2 separate regions of the Cricetulus griseus genome follow, and region 2 is linked to region 1. Evidence: chromatin contacts called from public Hi-C data. All regions are on one chromosome and are shown on one strand. Each heading gives the region's core, a stretch centred on a gene start, on an enhancer-like site or on the middle of the called end of the contact. The rest is flanking DNA. Distances are from core to core; before and after follow the strand shown. Region 1 has its middle 150 kb from the start of Pitrm1. Region 2 has its middle 74 kb from the start of Pitrm1.

Evidence for each region. Hi-C and Micro-C count contacts between places; a contact is called where the count stands out from the background.
Region 2: a Hi-C map of the CHO-K1 cell line shows a contact between it and region 1, with 3 times the contacts expected there. The contact joins two enhancer-like sites. A contact is called at or near these places in 3 of 8 Hi-C or Micro-C datasets (the CHK-Q cell line, the CHO-K1 cell line and fibroblasts).

Annotation. Positions count from the first base shown.
Region 1 is chr3:231,030,793-231,037,241 of CriGri-PICRH-1.0, reverse strand. No RefSeq gene overlaps it. Among named protein-coding and RNA genes, the nearest start is that of Pitrm1, 150 kb to the left of the region's middle. Within about 2 kb of position 3,176, at least 2 of the 6 cell types and tissues checked have open chromatin away from gene starts, as enhancers often do. A contact at or near this core is called in the CHO-K1 cell line and fibroblasts, where this site is marked.
Region 2 is chr3:231,110,766-231,117,214 of CriGri-PICRH-1.0, reverse strand. No RefSeq gene overlaps it. Among named protein-coding and RNA genes, the nearest start is that of Pitrm1, 74 kb to the left of the region's middle. Within about 2 kb of position 2,639, at least 2 of the 6 cell types and tissues checked have open chromatin away from gene starts, as enhancers often do. A contact at or near this core is called in the CHO-K1 cell line and fibroblasts, where this site is marked.

The DNA of each region.
Region 1 (6,449 bases), core at 1,927-4,426:
TTTTGTCTAAATAAAAAAGGAAGATTTTAACTCTAACGTACTAAACCTATAAACTTTTCAAATCAACATTCTATCACAGTGCAATTCGAATCTATGGTAATTTGATACATTCACGTTATAATGAACTGATGGCAGGAAAATAACTCTTTGCCATAATAAAACTTTTTATGTTTTTCTAAGAGCAGAAAACTGTGTGTGTATAGTAACAGTGCTGAAATTCATAATATCCAGCATTGAGTTTGAGCAGAGGTGTAGCAGGCTATGTTTGCTCATGCTGGGCCAATTGATAACACATGCAATTCAAAGTGATGGGAAACCCTGGTTGTAGTGAAGGTCTGTGCTCCAACACAGGTGAGAGCTGCCACAAATGTGGAATTCATCAAGAAGTAGGTTTTTGAATTAAATTTGGTCCTTCCATTCTAAGATGCCCCTCACTGTCGCCATATTTTTCTCATCCACCGCCTTTTCAGTTGACATTTTGACTCACATATTAAGAAGATGGAACTTGCTAGAGCATGGACTTTTCTCTCCCCTACTTTCCATCTTCATATATACAAAATCCAACTCTGTCTTGCTCCACCCCACCTGTCTTTATATCTGCTCCCTATCAGTCATGGTTGTTGGCAATCTTTTGTTTCTATTTGCTCAGACCTCTGAGCTGATTAGTCAGCAAATCCATTCCCTCCCCTAAAAACAGGTCAAACACACAGCGCGTTCTCACTATTCCCCTGCTTCCATGTTGGTCTAAGACTTAGACTCTTCCAGGTATGTCTCATCTTTCAACATTGCAGCAAATTGTTGTCACCTACAAAGTTTATGCTCAAGAACTGCACAATCCACTCATCAAACTATTTCAGAAAAATCCTCGTGCTTTAAGGAAATTTTTTGTTTTGTGTTGGGCTACATTCATAGGTATTCTGTTCTGCATGTGGCTTTATGTGACTCATGACTCATAAGCTGGACATACCTGCAAGCTCTATTAATTCCTTTTGTGACATGATTTCATGACTTACAATATTAGATGCAGTCAGTGGTTAACTCCTTGCATGTTTCAGTGACTGGTCATATGGTCCCCATGACTTATATCATCCTGATTATTACTTCAGCCTTGGGTTGCAATGCACCCAAATCATTTGGCCATGTTGTCTCCCCAGATTACTTGTTGACACAACTCCGTTTTTCATGAAGTCACTTTATCTAAGATCTTTATCCTTACTATATTTAAAACTGTAATGTGTGCTTCACCCATGATTTCATCCCTACAATGGATTTCGTTTTCTCCTTTATACTTTCAAGGACATGGCCTATTTACTTATTTATCCACTATGATGCCTATCTATGAGATGGACATTTTCTCTCTTTTTTATATTGCTGTGTCCATCAAAATAATGCCTGACACAATGCAGGCATGCCATGAATATTTGTTAAACTGATGCCTGTGGAGACCACTTCAGAGTTCTTTGTACAGAATGTGTATGTTCTCAAAGGCTCTTTCCAAATACTTAGAAAATTCATTTGCCATTGAATTACATGAAAATAACATTTGGATTGTTTCTACAGTTTGTATTTACAGAGGAGAAAATTACAACTGAATTTACACTCTTGTAAATGTTTGAAAATTGCCCAGATTATTTGCTTGTTTCAAGTGTTCATGCTCATGGAAAATATCCTTTGTGATGTTGACTGTTGTTCCAGGATCACAAAGGGATAATACCAGGCATGAACACAAAGGAACAGAAAGGCTCCTCATTTAAGGCTAATGTGTGTTGCTGAAGTTACATCTCAGTCTTTCTCTCAGAAATGCAGGGATTGGCAAGTGAAACATGTTTGCATAACTTGGAAATTGGGTCCAACCAAGCACAACAACAGATATTCAGAAAACCCAAAGGAATGACAGTTCTAAAGAGTACATAGAGAAAATTTCAAGCAAGGTGAAACACATCATTTCAAGGATGTGTAAAAGTTAGTAAATACATGTTCCACTAGGGAGATTGGGAGGCATGTTTCCATGGTATTAAAATAAGTGTTTGATGTGGAAATCTTTTGCTTCTGTGTGCTTATATTTGGTATTCTTGTGTATGAAGCATAGTTATGAAGGAAAGCAATTTTTTGTTTTCCCCCCTCCCCTCTTCCTTTTCTTTTCCTTCCCCACACCTTTCTCGTTCCTCCTTCCCTTCCCTGTCATTACTCCTTTCTTTCTTTCCTCTTTTATCCCACCTTTCATACTTCTCTTTATCTCATTCCATATCTTCATTTCTTCCTTTAAGTTTTCTTTTCATATTAGTGTTACCCTACTTTCTTCTCCCTCCCTCCCTGCTCCACTGCATCCATTTCTTCCTGGAATACATTTTTATATGCTCAAGTTCTGACATTATCATGTTACTTAGCATCCCTTGGCAACAAGATTTATAGATGATGGGCATTGCCTCCCATATGTTTACCTTCCAGATATATTTTTGGTTTTGCAGTATGTTTTTATATTTACACTGCATCGAGATTGACATAAATGGGTGGCTGCTTACATAGTATCAGATGGTGGTTATTCTCAGCTCAAATTGACACAGGAAACTTACATTTCTTACAGATGATCCTTGAGGAGAGCTACAAATTTCTTGATCAATGACCTATTTAAGTGGTTCAAAGTAGGAAAAGCTAAGACACATTGCAGTCTAGAGTTTAAACACAAATATATTAGCATAACAATATGGCAGCATATATTAATTTGGTTTTCTCCAATGCATACATATTGGTACAATACACTATATTTACATAAATCAAGTGGACTCTGAATATGAATTTGCTATTAAGTAAAGAACTTTCAAAAGAGAAAAAACAACTGCATGAATAAATAAATGAGGAGAAAAAACAAGTCTCACTATAGAAGAATTTCCACTAGTAAGTGTACGAAGAATGGAGGAAAGGAACCAGCATTTGCTGATAATTACCAGTAAAGCTGACTGGCTGGAGAAGAGGAAGAACTCATTGCAGGCGACACATGCCACCAGTCATTGTAAATGATTATTAAGAGCTATGTTAACAAATGGATTCTCCAGGAAAAAACCCACTGAAGCTCAGGCTTTTTCAATTGCTGTGTTTTAAATATTCCCATCACAATCAGTTACAACTAACCACATGATGTTGCTCAACACCAAGTTGGGAGGAAATGCCTAATTCACTTCTTATGAATCACTTTGTGCAGTCAACATTCCAAGTTATCTGAGTCTGTCACAGAAGATGTATGTTCCTGCTAATAACTTGACCTTGGATATTTATCCTCTACAGTCAGAACACATTGATACCCACTGGATGGTAATTTGCTGAGGATTCTGGGAAACTTATACTTTACACATTTACTAGAAAGAGATATCTGAATGAAAAAGCCAATGCAGCCGCCCTTATGAGCATAATATCAAATAGATTTTCTAGAGTTCTTTGTACACAGTCTTCATATGGAAATTTCTACATGGACCAAATGTCATAGAATCATAACGCCTTATTATTCATATAGGAGCTGATTCCTTGACTCCTCTGATTGGAACAGAGAATTTATACATTGTCACTCATGCACTAAACCTTTTTGTTGATGTTGGCAGCATAGCAATGGAACAACAACAAAAATAGCTAGTGGGCATTTGTTTACTGAAGCCACAATTTCAAAGGCAATGTACATGCCTCATGCATGCCAGGTAAGCATTCTTTCAATTGAGTCATATTTTCAGCCCTCTTCTAATTTTCACATTAAAATTATTTAGAACTTGGGAGTAAATAGGTAATGTGCTTGCTGCAATAGCACAAGGGCATACCTTCAGATCCCCAGTACCCACTTAAAAGCTAGGTGTGGTAGGGTACCACACTTCTATAACCCCAAAGATAGGGGGTCGGATGGAGACAGGAAAATGGATGAAGGAAGGCTTGCTTTCCAGAAAGTCTAGCTGAAAGGGCAAGCTCAAACTCCAGATTCAGTGAGAGATCCTATCTCAAACAATAGGAAGGAGGGTGCTAGAGAGATAGCTCAGCAGTTTATCATGGTTGCTGCTCTTTTAGAGGAACAGAGTTCAGCTCTCAGCACCCACACTGAGGTGTAGAAGTTCTCAACAGTTTGTAACTGCACCTACAAAGGAACCAATGTCCAGAATCTGACATCCTTTTCTGGCCTCTGAGGGCAACAGAATACAGGCACTTGCATGCGTATGTGCGAACACGTGCATGTGCACGCGCGCGCGCACGCGCACACACACACACACACACACACACACATTAAAATATCTAAAAAAATCAAAATAATGTGGAGAATGACAGAGGAAGATATTCGGACTTAACATCTTACCTTCATACTTGAATACACAGATGAGTATGCCTAAACACTCATATACATACATATCCACACACAATAGTTGTCTGCACAGTAAGTGATTATTTTTCTTGTGCTGTCTTCCTGGTACAGTTCACTTTTTTGAGAGCTTCCTGTCTGGGTTTGTGTATCACTCCATATAACACAAATCAGAAAGTATGACACACTGACAGCTTTTGAGGCCATGGAGAGATGAAAAAGAATTTCAGCCATGGCCACCATGTAGCTGCTTTTTTACTTAAAAAAAAAAAAAAACATCATGTATATCATACATTAGTTTATGGAGGCTGAAAGTTTTAATAATTTCACCACTTGCATTCCTCATGAGAAAGCTTGTAATATATTTCTATGTGTTATGAGATTATATACATAATTGAATATCAATTGATAACCACATTTTTTAATTAGAAGATGCAACTTCATAAATGCAAACACTCAGTGTCATTGTTCCTCAAACTCTGCATGGAACTTCTCATAGGAGAAAAGTGAAAATTGGAAAGTAACTTAGAGATTATTTTTTCTAGCTTCAGTCAAAGACAAAAGTCGGAATTAAAGACAGAGTAGTGCAGCATCCATGGCTTGTAATGGTACTGGCTGAGAAAGTAGGTCACTTGATTCCTGTGCATTTGCTCCTTTACGTTTTTGTGATTCAGCCTGTGATAAAGATCTAAGTGATGGATGCCCACAGCTCGTTATCATCCATCTGTACTAGGTGATTTTATCTGTGTGGATTTTGACCAAACCTATGCTCTGTAGGCTTCTGATTTAAAACCCAAATGACATGGAGGACCCTGTGTTCACACCTTCTCCTGAGTCCTTTCCACCATGGCTAAGGGTAGGTTATTTTAGAGAATTTTGGTAAGATATAAGCCAAGTGGTGTTCACTATATTGTCATAAAAGTTGTCTTTTTGCAGAAACCTACTGAGTTGAAAAGCAGAGCTTAAGCCCCTCCCTTTTCCCCCACAGCTGTCTGTTGTAGAAGATATATAAATACAAACCTGACAATAAATGATCTCATGCTGTCGGTGGCATATCCTCTGACAGGAGTTCCTGTTGAGGGTCTTGTGTTTCAGTATACTAAGAACAGAAAGTCATTCATTGTTTGTCTTAACTTCTGCAGCTGTGTGTTGTGTTCAGTGCTTCAAGATTTGTTTTGCTCTGCAACAAAGCTGACTGCGCCTTCCTCATCAACAGGCTGCTGCACCTGTGTTACCTACTGTCCTCTCATGCCTCTACCAGATATTTCCTGTTTTCTGTCGTTGTCTAATTTTCCTTTATTTTCCTCTCATTAATGCAGTTTTTCTATCCTTAAACTGTTTTTGATGTTGTTCTCTGCACTGTTGGAGATGTAACTCAGAGTTTCAACTGTATGTATACTGAATGTTTATGGCTATCCTGGAAAGATGATTTTTCTCGATCAGGTCGATTCCCTAAAGCAGAATTCAGTGTTGGAACTGACCCTGTTCTCGTATTCTGTAAGTCTGGGTTGGATGCCACAGACACTCCTTTGGCCCTTTTCTTTGCCTTGTGCTGGGACTTGGTCCCAGATTTTTGTGCAAGGTGGGCAAGTGAGCTCTACCCCAGTTCTCTGGTGCATTTTTTTAAGAAGTCCTATATTCAGTTATGCCATTCTGTTCCTCTCATAAGGAAGAAATTGAATCTGGACATTCGGAAGTATTCTTCTAGGTATAAAAATATGAACATGCAGATACAGTACAAAAATAATCATATAGGCACACATGTTCAGATAAAAATAACACATGAGGGACCAAAAATATTTGTTCTTGCAATAGCTATATAGGAAGTACAACACATTAAACTTTTGCTTTTCTTTACTTGGTTCCTCAGGTTTTCAGTGGTTGTTATGCCACTGTTTGATGCCTGAAAGCTTCTGGGTTTTTGTCTTCTGTGGCAGGAAATGGAACTGACTTCTCAAATGAGCACAGTAAGTGATTTTGTAGTCTTGCGCTCCCTGCTGTCTGCCATTGGTTCTGTCAGGTTTTTCTGGCCATCCTCTGCTTCTTCCTTGTCTGTCTCAATCAGTGTCACCTCCCTTTAAGTCATCACTCATGAGGATAATCTTTTGGCCTTGTCCTA
Region 2 (6,449 bases), core at 1,390-3,889, 81 kb before region 1:
GTTGGTATTTGAGTATGTGAGTGTAGTGTGGGAGGAGCTAAGAAGAGTCCATTTGATCCTCTGCAGCAGGAGTTACATACAGCTAGTTGTGAACTGCCTGATGTGGGTGCTGGGAACTGAACCTTGGTCCTCTACAAGAGCCCTGTGGCAGTATGTGCTTTAAACTGTTGATCCATTTCTCCAGTCCAATCTTTTTTTTTTAACATTTTTATTTATTTTAGAAGCACTCTTATTTATGTATCCATCTCCCCATTCCCTTGCCCTCCCATCCTCCCATGCTCCCCACCGACCCCCAACCCACCTCCCACCCACTTCCCAGGGATAGTGAGGCTCTCCATGGGGATCATCAAAATCTGTCATATCATTTCGGGGAGGGCTCAGGTCCTCCTTCTGGTATCTGGGCTGCAATAGTATCCCTCCATAGGGAATGGGCTCCCAAAGTCCATTTGTGCTCTAGGGATAAACACTGTCTCCAGTCCAATCTTTTCTTTCCCTTCCTTCCTTCCTTCCTTCCTTCCTTCCTTCCTTCCTTCCTTCCTGCCCCCCTCCCTCCCTCCCTCCTTCCCTTCTTTCCTTCCCTCCTTTCAAATTTACACCTTGGAGTTTAAAGTCATCCTCAAATAATACATAAGGACCCAGCTCTGGATTCAACACTTTAGTTGATTTGTGTATTCTCAGTTGCTTATTGTTGCTTCCTTTTATGTCCATTAGCTTACAGCTGTGCCTTCTCTCTGCCTTGGTGAGGTCATCACCTGCAGGGCATTTGATGTAAGTCAAGTAATGATACATCCTCTCCTCCAGCAGTTTCTACTTAGTCATCCCTTGTAATTCCACCTTTACTGCAAGGCCTGGGTTCTTCATTTTAGCAACTTTTCTTAATAGTCTTAATCTGCTGTCAGGTCAATAACATGTTCCTTTGCTTTCATGATAAACAAAATCTTTTATTGAACAAAGCCTCATGAAGTGTGGGTCTCAAAGCACTTAAAGGGACTGGAATATTTATCTAACCTTTGCATCCTGTGCATTCAGATGCTCCAAACTAGGCCACTCTCAACCACTTAGCTTGGCAAAGCATTTCACATGAGCTGACCTAGTTCTTAAAGCCTCTCCCTTTCAGGAGCCAAACTTCTAACTTCAAAAGTACTGTGCACTGCAGAGCTAACTTTGGATTACCAAGTGTCTACGTGGCTAACTGTGATACATGCTGAAAACATACTTGCAGATGTTGTTTCTATTCTTGCCTCAGGGGTCAGGCACTTCTTTACCTGTTGGTTCACTCCCATAAGCCAAAACATTGCCTGTAAGAGGGCACTGAAGCATAAATGATGCATAGTCCCTTACTGAGTAAAGAGTCTATGCTCCTCTCCGACCATGGAGATCAGACAAGGACTGGGGTGCTCCACGCTGGAGAATTCTGGAGGTTGGAGTATGGAATTCCTCTTCAGTTTCTGTGAGAGTGAAAACCAAGAGAAATCTCAACACCCTTAATACTTTTGATGGAGCCTGGGTTGTGAAGGGACATATGGGCACATGACAATGCAAGCTCATTCCTAACACTAAGGAGGATATAAGGATGAGACATCACAGTATTAATAATTGCTGCAAAGATTGGATGCCGTGTGTAGCCCAGTTCAGCCAGTCTATGAGCTCAGATGTATGAACTCGGGATGCTGGTATGGAGAGAGGAAGGCCTGGCTGTGGAAAAAACATGGCTTCAGAGACGGCTTGAAGATATCATCAAGACAATGAAGCGACAAAGCAAGAGTCAAGGCCACTTGAGTGGGACTTAACGATTTCTTTAAAGTTCGTCTTGTGATCTTGGAGAGGATGCATGTAATGGAAAGGAACAGGTAAAACAGCTGAAGTAACTTCCTGGGGTGCATAATCTCTCTGGTGAATGACTTTAGTGCTCCCTGTCTCTGGGTGAATTGTGATGACATGATGCACAGACAGAGGGCCGACTGGGTGCTCTCAGCTCTCTGTCTCTGAACTCCAGACCTTAGCACAGTCAGGCCAAATGAAAGGTATAGGATGGTGATTAGGCTGACTGACTTCATTTCTTCATTCTCATTGCTAAATTATCATTCCAGTTAAGGTTTTTCAAAACTTAGACTTCCAGTTGACTGGAATCCAGCAGTCTTGAGCCCACAGAGGCTGTGAAACTGCCTGAGTTCTGGTAGGTTTGATGCACTTTCATTAATAAGAACCATTGCTCTCTACAAAGCAATTTCAAAAGCAACCACCCAGTTTATGTTATAGAGAAATTTAGTTGGTGTCGGATGAAGTTGTTAAAATATTTTGTAAAAGAGTAGGGAATAGGCTGTCACTTTCTTTTTAAAAAAATCAATTTATTGCACACAAATGAGGCCCAGTGGGATGGATAGCACAGTGCACAGTACTGAGAGAGGAAGTAAGCATTCTTTCTCTCTGCAGGAGGCTGGATACACAGGATAGAGGGCTAGTTAGACAGCATGCTAATATACGACAAAGAGGAAAGAGGGTTCAGGAATGGTGCAGTTGATTATACGCTTTCTCTGTAAGCATGAGGACCCAGATTTGATCCTCAGAAGCGTGTAAAAAGCCAGACATTGACCCAGAGAAATGACTCAGTGGTTAAGAATGCATACTGTGCTTGCAGAGGCCTGGAGTTTGGCTTCTAACACCCACGCAGTGTGACTTACAACTGCCTGTAACTCCACCTCTAGAAGAGCTGGCATTCTCTTCTGGTCTCCGTGGGAACCTGAACCATTATGCATATATCTACATACAGCCACACACATACAGTATGCAGTACGTACATAATTAAAAACAAAACACATTAAAAAAGGCCGGAGGTCATGGAATGTGCTAGTGATTTCAGCCATGGGCAGACAGTGACAGACAGGTCTGCTAGCTGAATGGATAAGCTTCAGGATGAGAGACGTTGTCTCAGAAAGATGGACAGCACTGTTCTCTGGCTTCCACAAGCACATTCTCCCCTCTCAACACTCACACACAAAAGAAAAATGAGAGGCATTGCAGTGCTATAAAGTAGAACAGGTAATGTGTGCCACTTGTTTATTTGTTGGTTTGGTACTGGGAATGCAACCCAAGGATCCAAAGCATTGGAGGCATACTGACTGACACCCCAGTTCATTTTCAACTATTTTAATTCAGCCATTAAATTATCAACTGTACAAAAGGCCCCTGCTTTATAAATAACATCCATATGTACATATTGGATGCAATTAGTGTATATATATATTATGTATTAGGATATATATCAACATACACATACATATATATGTACGAGAGAGAGAGAGAGAGAGAGAGAGAGAGAGAGAGAGAGAGAGAGAGAGAGAGAGAGAGAGAGAGAGAAAGAGAGAGGGCACATATGACAAAGGCTTTTTGAACAGTGATGGGGTAGTAATAAATTTTACAATAATTCAATCATCATTTGACCTTTCTGGTGTAAAAAAAATTCTTTTTGTTCATGTTGATGTCCGAGAAATTCAATAAATAAAGTTCAGAGAGGCTTGATTCCCGTGGTTTGCTGGGAGCAATGGCATTGGCCGTATTGTTTTTTACCCTGCAGCAGCAATGGTCACAGAGTGGGGTGCGTTTCTGAGACTGGCTGGCCCTCCTCCAGCTTTTTCTTTCTGAGAAGCAGAAGAGTGGACAGGTCTGATGTAGCTGAGGCTGGTTGTGTGCAGTTTCAGAATGTTATCAGACTGCTACCTAAAGTTTGCAGAAGACAGAAACGGTCACTCACATGTTTGAAGAGTTTGCTTCCCTGGTCACAACACTCCACTCTCAGCTGACTCCAAGACTACGTCTACCATTTTTCCTTTAGTCTTCATTATCAGAGACCCAAATGTAAAGGTTACACTCAGTCATCTTCCATAGAGTTGTGTAGTTGCATGAAATGCTAAGTGTACCAAATTGTTTTCATTCTGATCAAGAGTGAGTGAGTCAAGCTGGAAATGTAGCTCTGCGATAGAATGCTTGCTTAGCATGTGCATGTCTGAGTTCCATACCCAGCACTGCAAAAGATGTGCATATATAAGTGGTTTATGGAAATGTTCTCAGGGTCCTCTTTTTGTTCCATGAAAAGTTCTGTGGCTGTGTTAATGTGGACATCTTTGATTTAACAATGATCACTCTCCTCATCAAAGAATTATTGTGTGAAATGATGAGATCCATGGGTCCATCCCTGCCTCAGATCTCAGAGATTTTCTAATATGGTGGACTAGCACTTCCAAAGCCAGCCATAGCTTATGAATCCCAGCACAGAAAGGATGCTACTTCATGCTCAGATGTAGCTACATCTGGACAGTGCAAGGCACTAGCTTCTGGACTTCACCACAAAGAGACATGGACTTGCCAGGGACAGCTATGAAGGTTCAGGGCTGCTCAAGTCAGTTAGGGTATAGAGGGGAGGCCATGAAGACAGCTAGCTGCCTTGGGCCACATTGTCCTAGAATTCTAAAGCCCACTTTGTTTGAAATGAGTTGTTTTAATGTAGAGTCTCTCCAATGTGTTTATGGAGCCACCCAAAAATCAATATGTCCGTGTTTCCTCCTTCTCCTCCTCTTCCTCCTTTTGCTTTTTTCATATCCTATGGTATTAGATTAGACCCCGATTTTAGAGAGAAACTTATAGATGTCATACAGACCATCAGTGGTGCCAGAAGGAGTCCTTTCTCAATATTTGTAAAGTTGTGAGTTGTAAAATTGCTTTATCGGACATTTGTGAACACTGAGGAAGAAGGACGAGGAGGGAGAGGGAGGGAAGGATGGAGGAAGGGAGGATATGGAGAAAATGAGGGAAGGAGAGAGGGAAGAAAGGGAGAAGGAAAGAGTAAAGGGAAAAAGGGAGTGAGGGAGGGAGAAGGGGTGAGTCAGCAACTAGAACAGATAAATTTTAAATGTGATACATGTGATAAAGTATAGAATAACCTATTTTGTATAATTGTATATATATGTATTATGTTCTAAACATCTAAATGTGCCCCACACCCAACTTTACCCTATAAATAAGACATTATTAAATCACAAAGTTTTAAAAACATTTCGAAAATATGTGTTATGCATTAAGGCTTATATAGATGCATGTGTGTACCTATATGTGGAGATCAGTCTAGGTGTCCATCCTCAGCCACTCTCCATGTTGCTATTTGAGGTAAGAATTCTCACAGAAACCTGGAGTTTGCAGAGCAGGCTAGACCAGCTACAGCAAGCTCCAGACACCCTCCAGGTTTCCACCTTTCCACTGCTGGCATTATAGGTAAATGCCACCATGCCCAGCTTTTTATGTAGCTTCTGGGGGTTAAACTCTGGTTACCATGCTTGGAAGATGAATGTTTCATTAGCTGAGCCATCCTAGACTTTCAGTACTTTTTCTAGTGCTAAATAACTTATTCACTAACAGAAACTGTGTTTTCAATAAGATTGTTCTCAATAAGCATGACCACTATTTCTTTTTTTCCATCCAGCGAGCATCATCCTTTATAAGAAGGCACAGAGCTTTGTGCAGTTTTATTCTAAATATGATGAAGGGGTCAACAGAGCAGAGAAAGGGAAGGCAAGCCAGGTGCTGGAGGAAGTAGATATGAGATTCTTGTTCCTCTGTTTCATTTCATGACTGAGCATCTGCAGCAGTGAAGGTATGACCTTTTTAGCTTTAGAGCCTGCTTTCCCTTTATTAGGTTAAATTGTCAGTTCTCAATATATCCATTCTCATGATGTTCTGCAAATCTATTCTTATTTTTATTTTAAGAGAGGACTTATTTCCCAATGTATTTGCTTGACACAAGCCTTTGAGTAGGGCAGTTTGCAAAGATTTGTTCTCACTGATTTCTTTCACCAGAGAGCAACTAGCAGTCTGGAGAATGTTTAATGCAGCCGTGACTCAGCTCTTATTTTGCTGTGGTTTCTGTTCAGGGACCTGCTAGGGTATCTATTTTTTTTTCCTTCATAGAAACCAAGGAGTGTTTTGGGGAAAATAACATGGGTAGGTGTGGTCCGTGGACTCAGAGATCTACCAACACCCATTTTAGTTTAGGAACATTGAAAACATTTTCACTTCCCACTGTTCAGTGTTGAGTTTGAAAATTAGAATCTTGTGGGTGGAATAGTGCTTTCTTATTTGCCTTCTCATCTTTGCATAGATGAGCCCCAGAGTAAAATACTCCAGAAAACAGAGCTCCATAAAACATGTATTTGAATTCTGAACTTTGGGAAGGATGCTGTTTCTGAGTGGATAGAAAGGAGTGATGATGGAAGTCATCAGTTACTTGATTGAGTGCAATTTCCCAAAAAGAGTGAATCTGACTTAATTTGGCTAAAATATAATGTTTGCTTTGAAACTTCAGAAACAGAAGTATTTTCTAAAAAGGAATCTAGCTAACCAATCTGACTTCTTTATCATGACATTTTCTTCATAGAAAGCACAGATGATCTTGAAACATC